Linked DNA regions of Mus musculus: all the other regions are linked to region 2. A link is a contact called in public HiChIP or PLAC-seq and promoter capture Hi-C data. All regions are on one chromosome and are shown on one strand. Each heading gives the region's core, a stretch centred on a gene start, on an enhancer-like site or on the middle of the called end of the contact. The rest is flanking DNA. Distances are from core to core; before and after follow the strand shown.

Region 1 (3,090 bases), core at 567-3,066, 610 kb after region 2:
CTTGGAAGTGGCAGCCAAAGCAATAAAGAGTATCTGGGACTAAGACTTTCACCACCAATTCCAAACCAGAGAGAAGAAATGAAGCACCCAGCTACTTACACCAAATTTACTCACTGAGTAAACCGTCTCCCAAGCCTAGGAAGCATTCTCCATTGCTAAGGGAAATTTGCAGGTCAGCAGCAATGGGCCAATTCCCTGGGACAAGGGGTCTGGTCTGTGCCTGGATTAGTCCATGGGTTCCCCACACTGCAAGCTGCTAAACCATGGGTAAAGGTCTGTCTGGACTTGTTCCTGGCTTGCTCAAACAGGCCCATATCATGCCAGTCACTGGGAAAATATGCATGAGACTGCCAAGCATGTAGCCATGAGAACGAATTTCGGACCTGACTCCTGGAGACTGGGGTTTGGAGTTATTTGTAGATAAAGAAGCAGGGTGGCCTGAGGTGTCAGAAAAGTGACTATAGGTGAAGACTAAGGACGCATCAGCGATCTTTGTCAGGACCCCTTCACTGGATCTATGTTTCTAAACAATGGTGGCAATAGCATGTTCTGAGTGTGAAATTTTAAGCCTCCAGATTTCAAAAGGTCACCCTTGGATATCTGTGCAGGCTGCAGGAAAGGGCCAGGAACTTAAACTGGTTTACACCTTCAAGTTCCTGAAAAACACCAAGATTGCCACAGCACCCCAGGTGTTATATCCAGTAAAGCTAATAAAAATACGCGTGATCCCTAAAATTGGCAGTAAAAGCAACTTGGAAGCAAATGAAGAGCGTCACAAACCTCCTCTTGCTTAACTTTTGTCTTGGGGATACTGGGTAAACTAGTAACTACCTTGTGTCTGGTTCTTCACCCTAAAAAACAGCATCAAAGATTTCTGGGAGTTGAGAACGTGTGGTCTCTCACTGCATGGAGTTGGGTTCTCTGAAAGAGGGCCTTGAGCCAGGTTCATTGCCCTCTAGACTGTCCACTGTGTAAAAAACCAGCTAACCAATCACAACAATAGCACAAGGATAATGATGGTCTTCTTGATATTTGTGAAACTGGAAGGTGGTATCTCCCGGTTGGGCCCATCATCTGGCTGACTGGCTGTGAGGTGTCCACAAGTTTGGGAGCATCCAACCTATATAACTTCTGCAAGAGCTTTGAGGCTAGAGTTCCCCTGACTGCTCCATGAGGTGGTTATCCAAGTAAAATCACTTTTCCTTTGCCTCTACACCTTGTCTTTCAAATTAACTGGCATGCCCTGAGAAGAACAGCAACTCTGATTCCTATAAATAGTCCGAGGAACATTGGGTCTTGAGCAATATTTTTGTTTTTGCTGTTGTTGTTTGTTTGTTTCTTAAAGACAGAGGCTCACTGTGTATTTTAGGCTGGTCTTGAACTCACGATCCTCCTACCTCGTCTTCCCAAGTGCTGGGATTACGGATGTGCATCACCATGACCCACTAGAGTTATAGTAACTCTAGGTTCCGATTTTATGTGACTTTATATACTCTTCTAAACAATGGGCTGAGGAAGAAGCAGAAGTATGGGTGTTCCAGTGGGGCGATTCGAGCGTCTGGGACAACAGAGAAGCCCACGATCTAAAGGTGCTCGGGCATCTAGGTTAGGACTGCACTCTCAGAAGCCATGTCCTTCTGTGCATTTGTCTGGAGCGTCCTCTTCACACATTTTTGAGCAAGTTGGTGCCCTTCCGGGTTCTCTGCCGAATCTGCGGTTGCAGACGCGGCGGCTGCGCGCGCCTGCGGGAAGTGCGGCTGCGCGCGCCTGCGGCCTGGCTGCGCTATTTCATCATGCACCGGGCGGGCCGCGCGCCGCTTCCGTAGCCGCCCTGCGCACCGCCTAGGCGGCGTGCTCATGCCCTGTCTGCTCCCCTCGCTGCTCAGAGCCACCCGCGCCGCGCTGCCGCTCCTGTCGCCGCCCCGAGTGGTCGCAGCGTCCGCGTCTCAGCGGCTCCTCAGCGCTCCCGCGCAGCCCGCCGCCTCCCGGAGCAGCATGGACAGCGCGGAGGAGCTGCTGGCCCCACTGCGGCTAGCCGTGCGCCAGCAGGTACCGACCCTCGCCCGCAGCCGCGCGCCGCACCCCGCTCCTGTCCGTCCTTCCCCTGTCCCCGCGCTGCGTCGGCATCCGTGATCCTTGGGCCTCGTGCCCTCTCTGCGTACCCCGAATCCAGCCGTAGGCTTCGCCTCCCTCTTTGAGCGCCCCGATGGCTCGGCTCAGCGGCAAGCTGATGCTGCGCGCTTCTTTTCTTTAGTCTTGGGGATGCTTTGGGAAGCGTTCCCTTCTCTTTATCTTCCTTGCTTCAGTGTTTAGCCTGAGGACTGGCTCACGGTCGAAACGTGGCTATGGGGAGGTGTCGACCCCCCACCCCCCTCCAATACTGATGCGAATTCATGATCCCTCTCCTGTCATCTTTCTGCCTTCTGAAGAGAGTGTCTGGAACCAGCGAGCTTTCGGATCAAGCTGGAAATTGTAGATGGACTGACCGAGCCACTCAGTGAAGTCATCCATTCTTAGGGTGGAACACCTGAAAATGTCATTTTGCGGAAGGGAAGGGAGGTTTCTTAGCTGGAGAATCTGGGGATTTAATGCAGATCTCCTTTTTTTACTGTAGCACTGAGTGGTGGTGATCAGACTTAAGAGGGAAAGGAGAAAAGTATTTGGAATGATACCCACACCCAGTGAGAGCCAGAGCTTACAGTAGGGCCCGGCATCCATGACCTACTAGCTGTAAACACCGGTCGGGTTGCGCCTGCTCTGGCGCCTGATGCAATCGTTTGTCTAGCTAAGGAGGGTGGAATCCTGTCTTAAGGATAATTCATTGGAGCTGAGGTGCTGCAGCTTCGAGGAATTCTGCCACTTTGCTCCAGTTTGAGCCCGACTCAGTTAATAGGCTTTCATTTTGATTTTCACTATGGGCTTTATTTTTTCTTTTTTTAATTGTATGTTCTGTACATTCAGTCTCCATCCACCTTCCACTCCCCACATAAATGTATGTGTGACTCCTTTGTTGTTTTGTTGTGACCTAACTCCTTCCTTTGGAACAATACATCTAATTTTGGGGGAAAAAAAAAAGCACACACTGCAAAC
Region 2 (3,037 bases), core at 388-2,887:
TTCCATCTAATAAATAGACCAGAGTTGGATAGCTGCTGGCTTTGTCTCAGGTGCTTAGCAACACCACACTGTCTCCATCTTCTACTCTGTTGTAGATAGTGGTGGTAACACATTAGTTGTTTCTTGGTTAAAATCTAGGTGTAGCATCACTAGATACTGAAGCATAAAGAGAATAGGGAATGGAAGGGCAGAGGCAGACAGACAGACAGACAGACAGACAGACACACAGATACACACAACTCCCACTTCCAATTTATCAATCCAATGGAGGTCGCCAGGTAACAAGTGCCTTTACTAGCCAAGCTATCTCATCTATTCCTACTATATTAACTTTGATAAGGTTTATTATGGTTGTTGTTGTTGTTGTTTGAGGGGCTTTGCTTTGTTTTCTTTTGGTAGTACTGGGAATTGAACTCAGCTAGTGTGCTAAGAAAGTCTCGGTGATCAGGAAAGGCACTGGCACTATAGTCTTTAGTCTTTAACTGGTCATCACTCTGGATTCTGTCCATAGAGACGATGGGGAGAGCGGCTTAGGTATTTGGAACGTGGCTCCCAGAGACTGAATCCTGTTGCAATGTCCAGAGAAAAAGGATGCAAGAAGGACCACTTGTGCCATGAGACACTGGGTTCTTGAACACAACAACTTCATGATGTTTTCAGCCCCAAATAGCCCCACTCTGCAGACACCATCACTTTGAATCAAGCATTTAAAAAGCTGAATTAGTATATCCTCCAGAAACCGCCCAGCTTGTAAGATAAATGACTGGCCATGCAACTAGTTTGTGCTTTGGGGCTCCGTAGAAGACCTGGTGGGATTTCTACATGGCCATGGAAATAATTCTTCTCTGCAAATTGAGCTTTCCTTCCTTTTCGAACCAGAACACAAGTATGCCTAAGATGTGAGAGGCAGGAAATGCCAGCCTGAATTGCTGCACTTGGAGCAGCTGAGTGTACACAGGAGCCTCAGGCATAAATCTCCAGCATTCTCCAAGCTCTGGACAGCCGGACAGGGAAATGGGACAGACTCGCTTCACTCTAGATTTCAAACTGCCTTCTTCCCACTTCTGCCCCACCGGAAGCTACTTACCTCCCTGTGTTACCAGGATATTTTGTGCTCACCTATCTCTGAGAGCAAGCTTCTCTACCTCCCCCTCCCGCCCCCCAGCTCTCTCCACCCACACACCCACCCCTGCCTCTCAAGCCCAGGTCTGAATTGGGTGTCCCTCTGCTTTGTACACGTTGGATGTTCTCTTGGCTCCGTATTGTAAGTACCTGCTTGTGCTCATCGGGACAACCGGCTGTCCCATTCTCCTTTTGTCCCCTTGCATATACGCGCTGTCTGGGGCTTAGCGAGGGCTCAGAAATGTTTGTAATATATAGACGAGGTGGCGTGCAGGGGAACTCCAGCCCTTGGCCCCATTGTCCCCGTGGCTCACACTCGGGACTCTGTACCTGGGAGCTGCGCCGCCGCGCAGCCAGGACCGCCTCCTGGGTGCCAGAGCGACCCCGCCCTCTGGACCGCGTCCCCGTGCGCTGGGCGGCGAGGCTCCAGGGCGGCCGCCAGGAGCAGGTGGGGGCGGCGGCTCCGCCTCCGCGTCCCGGCAGCGCTTAAGCCCGGCTGGGAGCGAGCGAGGAGCGCAGAGTCCAGCTTAGCCGGGCGCGCAGAAGCAACGCCAGGCACTGTCTGCAGCCCAGCCGGGATCCTCGAGGCGACGGGGACGACGGAGACGACGGGGACGACGGAGACGACGGGGACAGCGGGGACGGAGGCGCCAGCTAAAGTCCAGTCGGCCGGGTTACGGCCAGCTGCAGGTAGCTGCTCTGCTCGCGTCCGGGCCCTGGGTTAAGTAAGTGGCCGATTGGGGTTGTCGCGGAGGGTATTGGGGACAGTCCCGAGGTAGAGTGGCCTCCCGCGTTGTCAAAGACGCTGGGTGAGTGAGAGTGCCCAGGACCCTCTCCAAACTGTAGTCCCCAGCCGCGACTACGTCTGGGAGCTGCTCCGTGCAGCCCTAGCGGCAACCACTCGCTCCCTGCCCGCCACGGGTCGGAAAGGGACCATGGCTACACCAGGTCACCTCAGGGCTCCCTGGTGACCTCCCAGGACAGCACTCTTCCGTTATCAGCTTCTGGCACGGAGGCCTCTTAGTCTGATGCCCCAAGGGGGCTCTGCTTCCCTTCCCCCACGTCACCCCCCACCCCTCCCCTGAGAACAAAAGGGCGGATCTTGCTTGTGTTGGGGATGTTAAGGAAGGGTCCCTGGCGATTAGGAGAGATCTGGGAACCTGCACAATCAGACAAGGACTGAGGATACTGGACCATTTCCCAGAAAGAAAGCCAATTCCTGAGGGAAAAAGTGACTTATCCAAGGTCACACAGTTCCTGGTGACAGAGTCGGGCCAGGAGCTGAGTCCTGACTCCCCGAGGCTTATCTGTAAGCCTGCCTAGGTCAGGAGCCAGAGAGTGTATGTGTCTGTCTATCCATTATCTCTAGCCATTTACATCTGGCCACAAATGGCCTTTAAAGTCCTTTGGAGGTGTGCGGGACTGGGTAATTGTGGCCATTCCCCCGGATACCTAGCCAGGAGCTCACGGGGAGCAAGCTTGGGAGAAGAACACGCTCTCCTGTAGGATGCCAGGCATCCATTCCCCTGTGGAAACAATGTCTTCTGTGTGCTTGGAGTGTCTGCCATGAGTGTGAGAACCTGAGTTGGGTAGATGTTCTGCCCAGAAACCCAGGAAGCCTGTCTAATGGCCTCAGGAAAAACCAGAAGTATCTCTGACACACACACAGTCTGGGGACTCTCTGAGGAAAGTTTCCAGTGGGACAGTGGTATTCCTCTTCTGTGCCTGGGGTCCTTGGATGTAAGTGAGAGCATTTGTTGGGCAGACTTGTGTGACTTTAAAAGCTTGTGTGCCTCACTGTCTTTGCCTTCGTCACCTCAGAGAGGGCCAGGAGAGGGTTTCTTGCTGCCAGTTAGTATTATAATCATCAGACACTCTAGCCTTGTTTTTAATGTTCACTCCTTTTACTTTCTAT
Region 3 (3,201 bases), core at 146-2,645, 750 kb after region 2:
TTGCCTCTGGGCTGTACATTGACAGGAGTGGGGAGCAATGCCGGGGGTGGGAAACAGCTGACATTCTTAACTGCCTCCCCATGACCCAGGATACTAGTGGAGGCCTGGGAGGTATGTCTGGTCTTCCAGATAAATTCAGGATTACTGTCTCTCTCTCTCTCTCTAATCAGTTGGCATAGGCTAACTTCAAAGAACATTGGATTTAGAAAATTGGGGGAATTGGTAGAGTGGCAGGGTCTGGGATAAAGGCTGAGAAGGACACCAGCTAGTTCTTAAGAGCCCTTCTGATTTTCTAGGAAAGGCAGCCACACAGAAGAAAGTGTGGCAGAGAGCTAATAGTAACACGAGCAAGAATAAAGCCTAAGACTTCAAGTGACCCAGCACTAATGGGGAGAATGTGCTCTGTGTGACCCTGGAGGTCAGTTGCTCAGTGTACCTCCACCCCCCACCCCGGGTATGCCCTCTCAGCCTGCCCTCTCCCTTCTGCAGTCTCCTTTTATACCTACCATGCCTCTGCCAAGGACTGAAGTCTGTTCTATACCCCAGCTTTCTCCAGCAGCACCAGGCTTTCTTCCCTCTGTATTCTGAGGTTGTTCCTTGCTACCCGTTCCTTGGCACCGAATGTCTGGCTAAGAAGGCTTTTGTGGGGGAGTACACTGAGTGACCTCCAGGGTCACACAGAACACACTCTCCCCATTAGTGCTGGGTCACTTGAAGTCTTATGATTCATTCTTGCTGCTGTTACTATTAGCTCTCTGACTTTGACTGGCCACCCCTGTCCCTCCCTAGCCTTAGTCTGCCCTTAGACATTGGGGGCAAATCATGGAAACTTGTATGCATGTTTACAGGGAAGAATTTTCATCAGGGATTTTTTTCAGAGAGACTCAAGGTTCCAAAAAGGCTGCAGAGCTTTCTGGAAGGCCTCTGGCAAGAGGAGAGGGAAAAGTAGCCTTGGTGCCCAGTCCTATGTCACTTCTCTCAGCATGGGCCTAGGAGCTCCACAAATCTGGGTATACCCCTCAAAGCTTACGAGTGTAGCTACTGAGGCTGATCATGGGTGCAAGGCAAGTTCTTCACTCCTGAGGCATGGCTCTTCTGGATCTGCACACATTGCCATCTATGGGCCCTGTGGGCCTTCAGACCAGTCACCTCTGTAGCATCTGTATATACAGAATAAGCTCTCCCTGTTGGCATGGTTCCAGCCCCTCCCCAGGGAGACCTCAGCCACTCACCTGTAGAGAAGGTCTGGTAGAGGTTCTGCAGGCTAAACTTTACGATTTCCTGCTCTGCCACAGGGCCAGAGTGGAAGCTGTAGTAGGTGGTCAGGTAGTCTTTGGGAGTGAACTCTTTTTCATAGTCCTCACCTCCTATGTATACCTTGCCCTCCATTCTAGCCAGCCCACACAGCTGTCCAGACTCCTTTGCCCCTACTGAATGCTCACTCCTTCCCACCATGCCTTTTATAATCTTTTTATAAGACCTCCCTTCTCAGGGAGGAGCTAGGGTCCCTGGAGATGGTTTCAGAGTGCAGGTGTCAGATTCCTGGCTGGATTTGATTTTTGTGATGAAGCAAGAGAATGCTAGATTCCTGGCTGGATTTGATTTTTGTGATGAAGCAAGAGAATGCTAGAGGGCCTCCAGTCCTGTCCTGGGTCACTGGGCCCTGAAGCTCTCATCCCTGGCCCTCTAGGGTGGCATGTGGACAACTGGGATCAGGAGAGAGAGACAGAGAGAGAGAGAGACAGACAGACAGAGACAGACAGAGACAGATATATATATGGAGACACAGAGAGAGACAGAGAGAGAGAGAGAGACAGAGAGAGAGAGACAGAGAGAGAGAGAGAGAGACAGAGAGAGAATTACATAGGGACAGAGGTACACAGACAGACAAAGAGAAAGAGGCAGAGACCAAAGAGATGAGGGTCTCATTAGGGATGCTTCACTCATGGGGTTAAGAGTAGAGGGTGGAGACACAGGGCCAGGCTCCCAGCCAACACATTCACGGCCCCTGGGCTTCATCTTTGATAAGGCAAATAAAACAAGAACCAGAACAGAAGTGCTCCCCAGGCTGGGGAAGTAGGAGGACCAGAGATCTTCAAATCTCTCTGCTATTCTACACTCAGTGAACTTGCCTTTGTAAACAGCTTATCTTTAACTGAGTTAATGATTCCCCAGCGGTTTAAGGTTTAAGTCTTGTTTTCTCATTTGGCTTAATGTTTTCTTTCTTTCTTTCTTTCTTTCTTTCTTTCTTTCTTTCTTTCTTTCTTTCTTTCTTTCTTTCTTTCTTTCTTTCTTCCTTCCTTCCTTCCTTCCTTCCTTCCTTTCTTTCTTTCTTTCTTTCTTTCTTTCTTTCTTCCTTTTCTTTTTCTTATGCTCGGGAGTAAACTTTGACAGCACCTCCCCAAATCACTAGGCCTGTGTGTTGCCAAGCCCTGTATTTGGACAAACAATTGAAAACGTGTCACAACACTGCACAGAGCGCCACCCATCCACATCCACGTGTGTGCACATGTGCATCTTGTCCTCTGCCCCCAGAATCATCAGCTCACTTAGATCTGCTGTGGTCTGGTCTGGTTGCTTTGAAAAATGATGCCCCAGTTTGCCGTCTTTTGCTTTGGTAAACAACCATGACCCAAAGCAACCTGGGAAGGAAAGGGTTTATTTGACTTGCACCTCCTGACCACAGTTTGTCACTGAGGAAGGGCAGGGCAGGAGCTCAAGCAGGAGTAGAGGTGGGGACATTGAAAGACCACTGCTCACTGGCTTGCCCTCCATGGTTTGCTTAGCCTGCTGGCTAAGGGGTGACACCACCCGCAGAACACGGGGCTCACCCACATCAGTCATTAATTAAGGAAACACTCACGGGCCAGTCTGATGAAGGTCACTCCTCACTTGAGGATCTCTCTTCCCAGGTGACTCTAGTGTGTGTTAGGTTGGAAAAAATAACCAACTAGACCTGCTACTGCAAAGGGAAAATGGACAGAGGCTGTGTAGACTCTTACTCTGCTGTAAGGGAGTCTGCAGTGATCACACACACACACACACACACACACACACACACACACACACTTGCCTCATCTCTTTCTAAGTCATCCAAGGGTGAGAGTGTCTGGGTAGCAAACTTCAGAGTGGGTTCCCAGGGGCAAACGTTGGGAGGATGGGCATGCCACAGTGGGGAAAGTTCATGACACTGATTGCCTA

The links. Promoter capture Hi-C pulls out the DNA fragments that hold promoters and counts their contacts. HiChIP or PLAC-seq counts read pairs in DNA pulled down with a chosen protein or histone mark.
Region 1: an H3K27ac HiChIP or PLAC-seq map of embryonic stem cells shows a contact between it and region 2, with 2.7 times the contacts expected there. The contact joins the promoter of Gars here to the promoter of Wipf3 in region 2. A contact is called at or near these places in 1 of 39 promoter capture datasets (cranial neural crest) and 2 of 115 datasets of contacts at active chromatin or transcription factors (the SCID.adh cell line and embryonic stem cells).
Region 3: a contact with region 2 is called in a promoter capture Hi-C map of hematopoietic stem and progenitor cells, with 5 times the contacts expected there. The contact joins the promoter of Inmt here to the promoter of Wipf3 in region 2. A contact is called at or near these places in 8 of 39 promoter capture datasets (cranial neural crest, embryonic stem cells, hematopoietic stem and progenitor cells and 5 more).

Annotation. Positions count from the first base shown.
Region 1 is chr6:55,036,185-55,039,274 of GRCm38.p6, forward strand. It overlaps Gars (glycyl-tRNA synthetase), which reads left to right and starts at 1,817. Exons shown (of 17, transcript NM_180678.3): 1 at 1,817-2,049. The coding sequence starts at 1,858.
Region 2 is chr6:54,428,049-54,431,085 of GRCm38.p6, forward strand. Wipf3 (WAS/WASL interacting protein family, member 3) reads left to right here and starts at 1,638. Exons shown (of 9, transcript NM_001167860.2): 1 at 1,638-1,812. 9130019P16Rik (RIKEN cDNA 9130019P16 gene) reads right to left here and starts at 2,173. Exons shown (of 14, transcript NR_033635.1): 1 at 1,273-2,173.
Region 3 is chr6:55,173,595-55,176,795 of GRCm38.p6, forward strand. Inmt (indolethylamine N-methyltransferase) reads right to left here and starts at 1,396. Exons shown (of 3, transcript NM_009349.3): 1 at 1,233-1,396. The coding sequence starts at 1,389.